2 separate regions of the Bombyx mori genome follow, and region 2 is linked to region 1. The links are chromatin contacts, called in public Hi-C maps. All regions are on one chromosome and are shown on one strand. The core of a region is the stretch at or near the end of the contact, and the rest is flanking DNA. Distances in the headings are between cores, read along the strand shown.

Region 1 (4,890 bases), core at 2,096-4,595:
GTACAACAGAAAGTTCACCGATAAAACAAAACTGCAATATAATAATATGCCCGGAATTGTACAATATATATTTGTTTTTAGGACTATACCGCCATACAATGCTCTTAATATAAGCATAGGACAGGCTCTCGGCTAACGTCACTCATATAAGTATGGTCCGAAAAAATGTTAAAAATAGATCAGCACCATTTATTTGTACGTAATTTGAAATGAGTTTTCCGATTCCCGAAATCCGTCATTTTATTATACGTATTAATATTTTTAAGGCAGTACAGACGCCATCTTGATTTGATGTTATCGCGAGTTTGGCATCGGGGTCTTGTCAGTGTATTACGCGATCTGAGTGCATATACATACACACTTATGTTGATTTTCTTGTTTAATTTGATTTTGTTGATTTGTTTTTGTTAATTCTTAAAATTAGTCTTGGCGTTTTTTTCAATGAGAAATTTGATAAGCACTGAAGAAGAGAAAAAGCGTGCTATTACATTGGTGGACTAGTTAAAACAAGCGAGAATTGTACCCAGATCTGATGGCAATATTCATAAACCACATGACGCGGTATTTGAAAGCTTCATGAAGCATTTCGAAACTGCTGCGAAGATACCGTGTGACTTAAGCCAACTGGTATTAATAAAAGTACAGTTATTCGTATCCACGGTGAACAGACATGCAGCAGAAGCAAGCACAACCGAAATAGTGATTAATAGTGACTCCCAAAAAGAAACCACGTCATTAAATAATAATTTATTAGTAATACACTAGTACGATATGCCAAGTAGAGACAACTTGTGAGGGCCCTATGTACTAGTGGGGTACCCTAGGACTACAACAACAATAACGACAACAACGATATACCAAACACATATTTATCATTTCGTTTTTGCATATTGTACTGAGTTCCTCTGACCTCACAATATGGCGCTAGGCTGGTCCTATTCTTAATCAGATAGTACCTAATTTAGAAAATAACGTGAAAGTTATATTAAGAATTTGATGTGTACTTTTTAGTATAAGCCGCGCCAATAAAGAAACGAATCTAAAATGGCGGCGGTGATCATGCGCTCTCACTCTAAACTATTGCTGTCTTTAGTCGCACCCGGCGCGTACTGCATGCAAAAAATCAGTTCTGACTTTGTTCTCACAATGTTTCGACGCGCTCTGTTTTCTCTCAAATTCTGCTATTATTTGTTGTATCTGTTCGTTATTTTGTTGTTTTTGTTAAATTTGTTATTGCTTAAAGTAAAGTACATTCACATTTGTTTTTTTTAATTATTTTTTACAATAAACAACTTTTTCTTTCTATCTTTCTTTTTATTTGTTGACCTTACTATCTGCCAGTGCAGGTACATAGACGCCGTTTTCGATTCGCTTCTATATTGGCGCGGCTTATACATAAAATGTAAATAAAAATATTTATAAAGAGACAGTTTATGATACGTGATATAAGTTTTTTTTTTGTTTTTTATTGCTTAGATGGGTGGACGAGCTCACAGGCCACCTGGTGTTAAGTGGTTACTGGAGCCCGTAGACATCTACAACGTAAATGCGCCACCCACCTTGAGATATAAGCTCTAAGGTCTCAAGTATAGTTACAACGGCTGCTCCGCCCTTCAAACCGAAACGCATTACTGCTTCACGGCAGAAATAGGCAGGGCAGTGGTACCTACCCGCGCGGATTCACAAGAGGTCCTACCACCAGTAAAGTTATAATAAAATAAATAAGTTTATTTTTTGTGCCCAGCGGTGAATTGTCGTCGTCGTGGGCGGCCAACCTGCCGCGGTTCGTGCGGCGCCGCGACGCGCTCGTGTTGCCCGCGCACGCGCACCCGCACCACTCGCTCAGCTCCACGCCGGACCGACGCAACTCGCAGGACTCTCAGATCAGCATCAGCCTACGACACGTGTCCGTAGAATCTCGCCGCAACTCACTCGACAGTCAGCTCTCGGTGAAGATCGCCGAGATGAAAACCAAAGTCGGTCGCCGCCGAACCAAACATACCAAAGCGAAACGTAAACGGGCCACCGGGCCCCGCAAGGAGAGCACGCCTTCCATCGAGAGTCAAATAAGCCGCTATTGGCTGCAGGCCGTCGCGGCTAACAACGATCGCTCCAGAGAAGAAGTCAAATTCAGCTTTGAATGATCGCAAATCATTTAATAATCTGTGCCAAGAATTACTTTATAATAAATAAAAACTTGAATCTCGAACTTGAAACTTAAATTAAGTTAAGAAGCAACTTATTTTTTGTGATTATATTGATTACGATAAAGACTGATTAGAAGAGTCTCTACGATTGTATTAATATAGAATTAAAACAATTCCATGACATATTACGAATGTGATGAAATTACGTTGTCTTCATTCTTGACTGTGCTCGTGCCATATCTTCAGAAGTTGTTTGGGAGTCATTCTAACGTGTGTGGCGTAACTTTTGTTATCGCATTTGTACAAAGCTTTTTGTAATATATATTTTTGTCTCTTAGTTTGGTAAGCAATAACATAACAGTAAGGTTGTGATTCGCGTTGTATCTGAGACAACACACGATTGAAATGTTTTTTTAAGCATGTTTTATTCTTGTTGTCGACAAAACAGCAAATACATTAAGTCTGCCTAGCTTTAAATTTTTCGATAAAAACGTTTTTTAAATAAACTTTTGATACATATTGTTTATTTTTATTTAATAAACAATGTATACAACCTCCAATCCATACAATCCCGCTTTTGCAGGCTAGCCGTCGGAGCTCCGTGGTTCGTGAGGAACGTTGACATACACGACGACCTGGGTCTCGAATCAATCCGGAAATATATGAAGTCAGCGTTCGCCTTATCGTTGCCGCCGCTGACTACTCCCCGAATCTTGATCACGCAGGAGCCAGTCACCGTCGACGCCCTAAACACCTCCTTACGGATCCCTCAGATACATTAAGCTTTGCCTTACACGCCTTCAGCTCTAACCCTAGGAGCAGGCCTAGGGACCCCGGTAAACGTACTCGTCGAACTCGACAAAGAGTGTAGTAACCTAACCCTATTTACTGATCGATACATCTCTTCAAAATTCGTCTATTGGCCATTTGAATTGGTTTTCTATAAACTTGCGGAACGTCTAGGCAGTAACATTTACCTTGTATTCATTTGCATAAGCTCGCGTTGGTCTAAGCTCGACCAACATGTATTGAGGGCTTAAGATCTCTAACGAGCGCCTGTGAGAGGACGGTCAGTAAATGCCTATTGACAAGCAGATCGTGCGTTGCAAAAGGAAATGGGTAGACCATTACTTCAGGAGAGAGCGCACACACATATTGAGGCAACCCCTTGAATGGACCCCCATGGCAAGCGGAAATTAAGCCGTCACAGACAGACCGGAGTATGGCGCGTAGTAAGACTTACACTGATGGCGAAATACGGTGGAAGCCCTCTATCTCATCTGGGCCCCTCAGGACCTTAAACAAACAAGATTACCCATTTTTGTGCCCTACTCCCTGGGTTAGTACCATATTTTCAAAGGAAGTGTGTACTTATTTTGTGTTCAACGAACGATTTCCATAACGAAGGGAAAAGCGATAAAAATGAAACCTTCAAATAAAAAGTGTAAAATTAAATACCGGCAGTAGGGTGTCCTATGAGCACGTATGGTGCCTACACCACCAGCATTACTCTGCCTATTTCTTCCGCGTAACAGTAATCCATTCCGGTTTAAACGATAGGACAGCTGTTATACTATACAATTGAGTTAACCTTACGTCACAAGGTAGGTGGCGGCGCTGACGCAATAATACCTATGGGCTTTGCTTAACATCAACTGGCCCGTGAGTTCTGCCACCTGTCTACGCAATAGAAATAAAAAAGATGTGTAGTGTCGTGGAACACCGGATAGGAACGAAGTTCCATATAAAAAAAAAAAAGAATTACGAGAAAAAAATCGCGCGGTGAAATATCGCTGTGCGGAAAAAGGCCTTATTAAAAGAGTAAAAAAGAGAACGCGATGAAATAAAAATTAGAAATGTATTTATATATCCTTTAATTAATTGGAACAACGGCAAGCAAATCATGTCACAGAAATTATCTTCTATCTATTCATCTAGTGCATGTCGTATGTTGTATCTGTACTAAAATACAGTAATAAATATACCTATTACATTACTAGGTATAAGCTTTCATATAACTATAGGACGCAAAGGTAATTTAATTAGCCTTATTAAATATCACTAATCAATGAACGGAAAGATAAAATTAGAAAAACATTTACTTAGCTACTAAGTATGCTTTTAAGAGATAAATTAAAATTCTAGTTGCAAATTATACTGATTCGTTAAGATTTGTTTAAATCTCTTACTAGGTTATTGAAAAACATGGAACAGTACTGAATTTTTTTTTATAGCAAAATAAGATAGTTAAAATTTTTGAAATTGCAATGTTTTTCAAATGCCTAGTAAAAAAAAGAAATAACTGAGATGGTAAAAGAATTACCAACTTAAGTTGATAAATCAATTTAATTTGCACTTTATTAGCCTAAACAATGTTACAACAATCAATCACAGCAGTAATATTATTACCTCAGGCAAGATTATTTAAGTAGCGTTTCATATCCCGAAAGATAGCCTCTTATAACACATATCTAAAATAAATAAACACTAAAAGTACACATTCACGGGATTTTGTTTAATATTAATTTGTAATTTAAACGGGTTAAAAGAAAACATTTTCCGCCGTGAATCTTTACTCATAATGGTTATTTACAAACAATAAAATTTAAATTATAAAGCTCTACATTTTGTAGACCGTGTGATTATAGTACATACGCATAAAATTAATAACAAAAAAGTATGTCATTTGCTGACCAGCATGCAAATTAACAATGAAAATAAAACAAGATTTATAAAAAATAAA
Region 2 (4,980 bases), core at 812-3,311, 170 kb after region 1:
ACCGGATAAAGGACTTTTAATTGTTAAAATCAATCTAGGTCTACTTTCTACTTTAGCAGGTGCAGTCGCTGACTCATCACCTGAATCCTCATGGAAATCATATACATCGCCCGGCATAGAACAAGTACTATTCTTCACTAAATCCTTTATATTTTTATCAACTTTCCCCCTGCCGCGCCCTCGTTTTGTGGTCACTCCTCTCATTGGTTTTGTAATATTTCGGTTTTGAACTCGGTCTTGCTTTTTATCTGATCTCTTGCCTCTGAGGCTCCTCCCTCCTCTTCTGTTGCTTGAAGGGCTCTTATCTACGAGTGATTCGTGAGAGTTTTCAGATAAGGTCAGCTTATTTGGAGTCTCTGTTGTCATCTTTTGGAATGACGAATCCGATAGATTTTCTTCTAATTCAGCCTTTCCGTCACATTGAACAGTATTTTCATTTTTTATCAAAGTATCAACTTTCACTTCATTTTCATTATTTTCTTTGCACAATGAGTCGACCTTCTTAATTACGGACTCTATGTTGACGTCTTTAGCACTCCAGGAATCAATTTCATCAGGAGTTTTAATTTCATTGTCATCTTCTATACCAGGCAGTTCTTGGGTTTGAAAAGCATGACTCTCAATTTTTTCGGATTTCATGTCTTTATTAGTGTTAATATTTTGGAAGCTTGAAATATCTGATTTACACTCACGTTCGGTATTGTCTGTTTCCTCGGGTACAAATTGTGTAGGATTAGTTTCATTACGAGGAGAAAAAACATTATCAACATCTGGCACTATTTTGTCTTTGATAAGTTTTTGCAGTGAATATTCAACTGTCGGTTTTTCTTCATTCTCTGCACAATTGAGTGTCAAATCCACATTTTCGTTGTTCTCGGTCCTCAATTTGTCAGCACTACTTAAGCTTGTCGAAAGAACAGTAATCGTCTTCCCAACATTAATTTCAAGTTTTTTTTCTGGATCATTCATGACTTTGATTTCATTAGTGTTATCTTTCAACAATTCTTCAAAATCAGTCCCACATTTGCTTTCAGTAATACCAACTACTTCATTGATAGCTTTGGCAAAGCAATCATTTTGTAATAATTCTGATTGTTCTATTTTGTTTTCATTACTTTTTTTGTTATCACTTGGTTTAGAAATGTCATCATTATTTTCTATTTTTATTTCTGAATGTAAAGACTCTGGCGAAGTTGCCTTTATTAAGATGGGTGAAATCTTGGTAAAAGTATTTGATGATGATGATGAATCAACTTTAGTTAGAACTGTAGGAGATTTAACGGAAGCCATAGACAAGACTGATGGCCCTTTGTTTGCTTCTAGTTGTCTAACGTTACTCAAAGGCAGAGGTGTCATTAATCTTTGAGAACTCACTGCATGTATGACGTTTGACCCTGGCCCACGATTCATTGCGCTGGAGTCTTGAATACTACACATCACAGGTTTTACATTACTTTGAATAATAGACGCTGTTGAATGACTAACACCCGCAACGTGAATTATGGGCGTGCCCCCAAATGATATATGACCGAGTTGTTCCGGACTTGCACTTTGATTTTCTCGTTTTTCGTGTAGTTGACTAATTGTATTAATTAAAACTTTGTTGTTTAAATGTAGTGTAGTATTTAAATTTCCCATATGCATAGAATTTTGCATTGAAATTAAGCGATTCTGAGCCATTATGGTAGGGTTTGAGTTATGTTGTAGATTATTAGGCGATAATATTATTTTTGGACTTTCTTTTATGCTTTCTGTTGCATTTTGTTCGAGTTTCTTGCATTCTCCGGGCATAGTTTTAATCGAATTCAACAGTGGGGAACTCACTCCTAAGCCTTTGTTATGTTGGATCAAATTGTTTACATTGACCTGCTTATTAATTGGAGTCAAAACCGGTGTAACGTGTATTGGTGTAGTCTGCCTATTAAAAGGCATATTAGGTCCAGGAGCTTGTACTAACACAGAATTATGTCTGTTGGGCGACACAATTGCTCGCGGTCCATGCTGTATATGCATGGTCTGTATCGGACTTAACGGCGGTTGTTGCATCCTTACTACAGTTACCTGTCCAGGTGACCGTTGCTGTAAAGCACACGTAGTAGTTATACCAGCAGAATTCAAAGTAGGTGTAGTACTTAAAATTGCCATGTTGGCTATCCGTGGAGTAGGTGCATTCTCAGCTTGTTGACTATTTTTTGTATTTTGCACAAGAGAATCACATGACATTCTCGGTGATATTACTATCCCTTGCGGTTTTTGATACAGTATATGAGATTCCGGAATTTTAATGGTAGGAGGCTGTATATTTGAAACTTGAGGTCTGATTATTTGATTGATGACTTGATACGGTGCGCCAATTCTAGCTGGAGTAATAATAGGTCTGAGAGAATTAGTCACTTGTATATTTTGTGATGAAGAAGCTTTAATTTGCACTATATTAGCTGTAATATGTGTTGGTTTGCTTTCAGTTTTTTCTCTATTAATCAAAGGATTGGTTTTTATGTTAATGACCGGCGACTCAATCAATTTATTATTACTTAGGGCCCAAGATGTGATAACTGGTGTTGCTGTAGATGTCATTACCTGAGTGCAATCCTTTTTAGGAATTGGTACCTTTAAATCAGATTCACTTATCTTTACAGTTACACTTTTTTTGGGATCATTTTTTATTTCGCTAACTGATTCAATTTTGCTAGTTATTGTGGTCTTGGATACTTCGTCCTGCTTCAACTGCTCGACTGTGACATTCAAAGCTTGACTTGTGGCAATGATATTGACTGGCAGTCTTTCTATTGCGTCTTGCGTAGAATCTTCAACTTCTTCATTATCTGTATCAATTAGTAATAAATCGTTATCAGAAACTGGGGTATCTGGCTTTGATTCTAATTCACTTGCATTCAAATTCTGAACTGCTTGTCTCATTTCTTCGGCATCCTCTTCGGGGATGCTTTCGCTGACAATAATTTCAGGGCCGATCTCATTTTTTTGTATCGTTACGTTTTCGGTTGCTTCATAACAGTCTGTGAAAGAATCTTCTTTTCCACCAAAACTTTCACCTAACAAAGCAGCCACAGCGTCTTCGGTTTCCTCTTGAGATATTATTGCTCTTGGCTTTTCATCAACCTTTTGACAGAGGCGATCATTAAGATCAGTACAGATTTCAGACGCCTTTTCTGTTTCGTTTTCTAAATTTGAAATGCTGCGCACAGCGTCACTTGCGTCAGAATTATAGGTTGTTTGAAAAATATCTTTCTTAGCATCTGGTGGACTCGATACATTCTGTTCGTGCACTAAAGAAATGTCTTCAACGGTATTCTTAAAGTTTTCTTCTGTGACCGTTACCTCTGTGTTGACTTCACCGACGCATACCATTTCTTCTAAATCTTTAACTTCAGTCTTGTTGTCATCGATATTGGAATTGTTGGATTTAGCCTCTCCGATATCTGCTTTTAAAATATTGGGTGGGCTATCAGTTAACAAAGGTAGACTCTGTGATTCTGTCGGTGAATTATTTTCAAATTTATTACTAGAAACTTCGGTCGGTAATGTCTCCTCTATTGTTTTAGTTTTTGATGGTAAGTCTGCAGTACCTACTTCAATAACATCAGACTTCTCCAGTTTATCGTTTTTAGTTTCATGAGAAAGGAACACATCTCTACGACTTGTTCGTTCATCCTTGTATCGTTTTTTTTTCTTTTTCTTGTCCCTGTAATCTCTTTTATTTTTTTCATGTCTTTCTGATATATCTTTATAGGGGGAGGTCGTTTCATCAACACTATCATTATGAATTCCATGATACTTCTCAGGCTTTGCACGATTCTCTTCGTCTGCTGTAGAATCCGCAAACAGCCGAGCCTCTATAGCTTTGCTAACTGCATCAACATCTAAGCTATTTTCGTCTTCCTTTACTATGTGTTTTTCCCTGTTACGCTTTTTATCTCTTCGGCGTTTTATTTCATCTTTTTCGCTATTTTTCAAGTCAATATTTATAAACGTAGTATCATTTTCCTCAGTCTTACCAAAAGTCGAACACTCTTGGGCAGTGAAATCAGTTTTACTAACTTGGTGTACATTTATTTCTTTATCTGATTCATCTGTTAGAGGACCAAATATATCCTCCATTTTACCCTCTTTTTTTAAATTTATTGTTTCTACACCACCTTCGAAGGAATTGCAATTAGATGATAAGATTTTCTTTTCCTTCTTTGTTTTTTGTTTATCGTCGTGAAATTCGTCAATATCAATACTTTCTCGTGTTTTTTCTCTTCGTTTCTCTTTCTTAGTACTATGTCGGCGGATTTTATCGTTATATCTTGCTGAAACTTCTCTTTCATTTATTACAGAATCATTCTTATCGTTCTTTGGTTCACCGTCAGAGTGTTCGATTTTGTGTTTTCTTTGCTTTTTCTTATGTTTTCTTCGGATTTCGGTGAAATTTCTGTTTGGAAGTCGATCTATTGATTCATTTTCGGAAGAGAAGTCAATACAAAGCGATTTCATAACAGAGGATTTAAAATTGCTATCACCTTCAGAAACATTTTTAATCTTACTGTCATCGCTATCGCTTTTTCCAAAAAGATTTAATAATGTGTTCTTTTTTTCCTTATCAAACTGATCATGTACGTCAAAATCATTTCTGTAAGTTGACAGAGAATCAGAGTCTGAAACAAATTCCTTTTTAACATTGTTACGAAAAATAGGACTTTTACTAATACTCCTGTTAGATTTATCATCATCAGAGGAATCAGATATGATGCGAGTTCTAGAGTTTTTACGAGACAATTTATTCGATAAATGTGATTCACAGATTGAATCACCCGAAAAATCTTCGGTTTTCTGTATGTCATTAATAAAGTCTGAAAGGTCAAGTTTAGTATGTTTTTTACTAAATGTTGAATCATCATCAGTTGAATTATCAATTGAGGATTTGTGATGTCTCTTTCTTTCCAGGTCTGAGTCACTATCTTCATCCCAACTTGACCT

The links. A called contact is a pair of places that touch in the nucleus more often than the background predicts.
Region 2: a Hi-C map of posterior silk gland shows a contact between it and region 1, with 1.8 times the contacts expected there. The contact joins two enhancer-like sites. A contact is called at or near these places in 3 of 7 Hi-C or Micro-C datasets (middle silk gland, posterior silk gland and whole pupa).

Annotation. Positions count from the first base shown.
Region 1 is chr3:8,122,921-8,127,810 of ASM3026992v2, forward strand. It overlaps LOC101737123 (protein smoothened), which reads left to right. Exons shown (of 10, transcript XM_004931718.5): 10 at 1,745-2,666. The coding sequence ends at 2,144. LOC101736729 (protein quick-to-court) reads right to left here. Exons shown (of 5, transcript XM_062675962.1): 5 at 4,005-4,890. Among protein-coding and RNA genes, the nearest start is that of LOC101736729, 14 kb to the right of the region's middle. Within about 2 kb of position 3,346, at least 5 of the 8 cell types and tissues checked have open chromatin away from gene starts, as enhancers often do.
Region 2 is chr3:8,296,175-8,301,154 of ASM3026992v2, forward strand. It overlaps LOC101736421 (protein split ends), which reads right to left. Exons shown (of 18, transcript XM_038018574.2): 10 at 1-4,980. Among protein-coding and RNA genes, the nearest start is that of LOC101736293, 17 kb to the left of the region's middle. Within about 2 kb of position 2,062, at least 5 of the 8 cell types and tissues checked have open chromatin away from gene starts, as enhancers often do.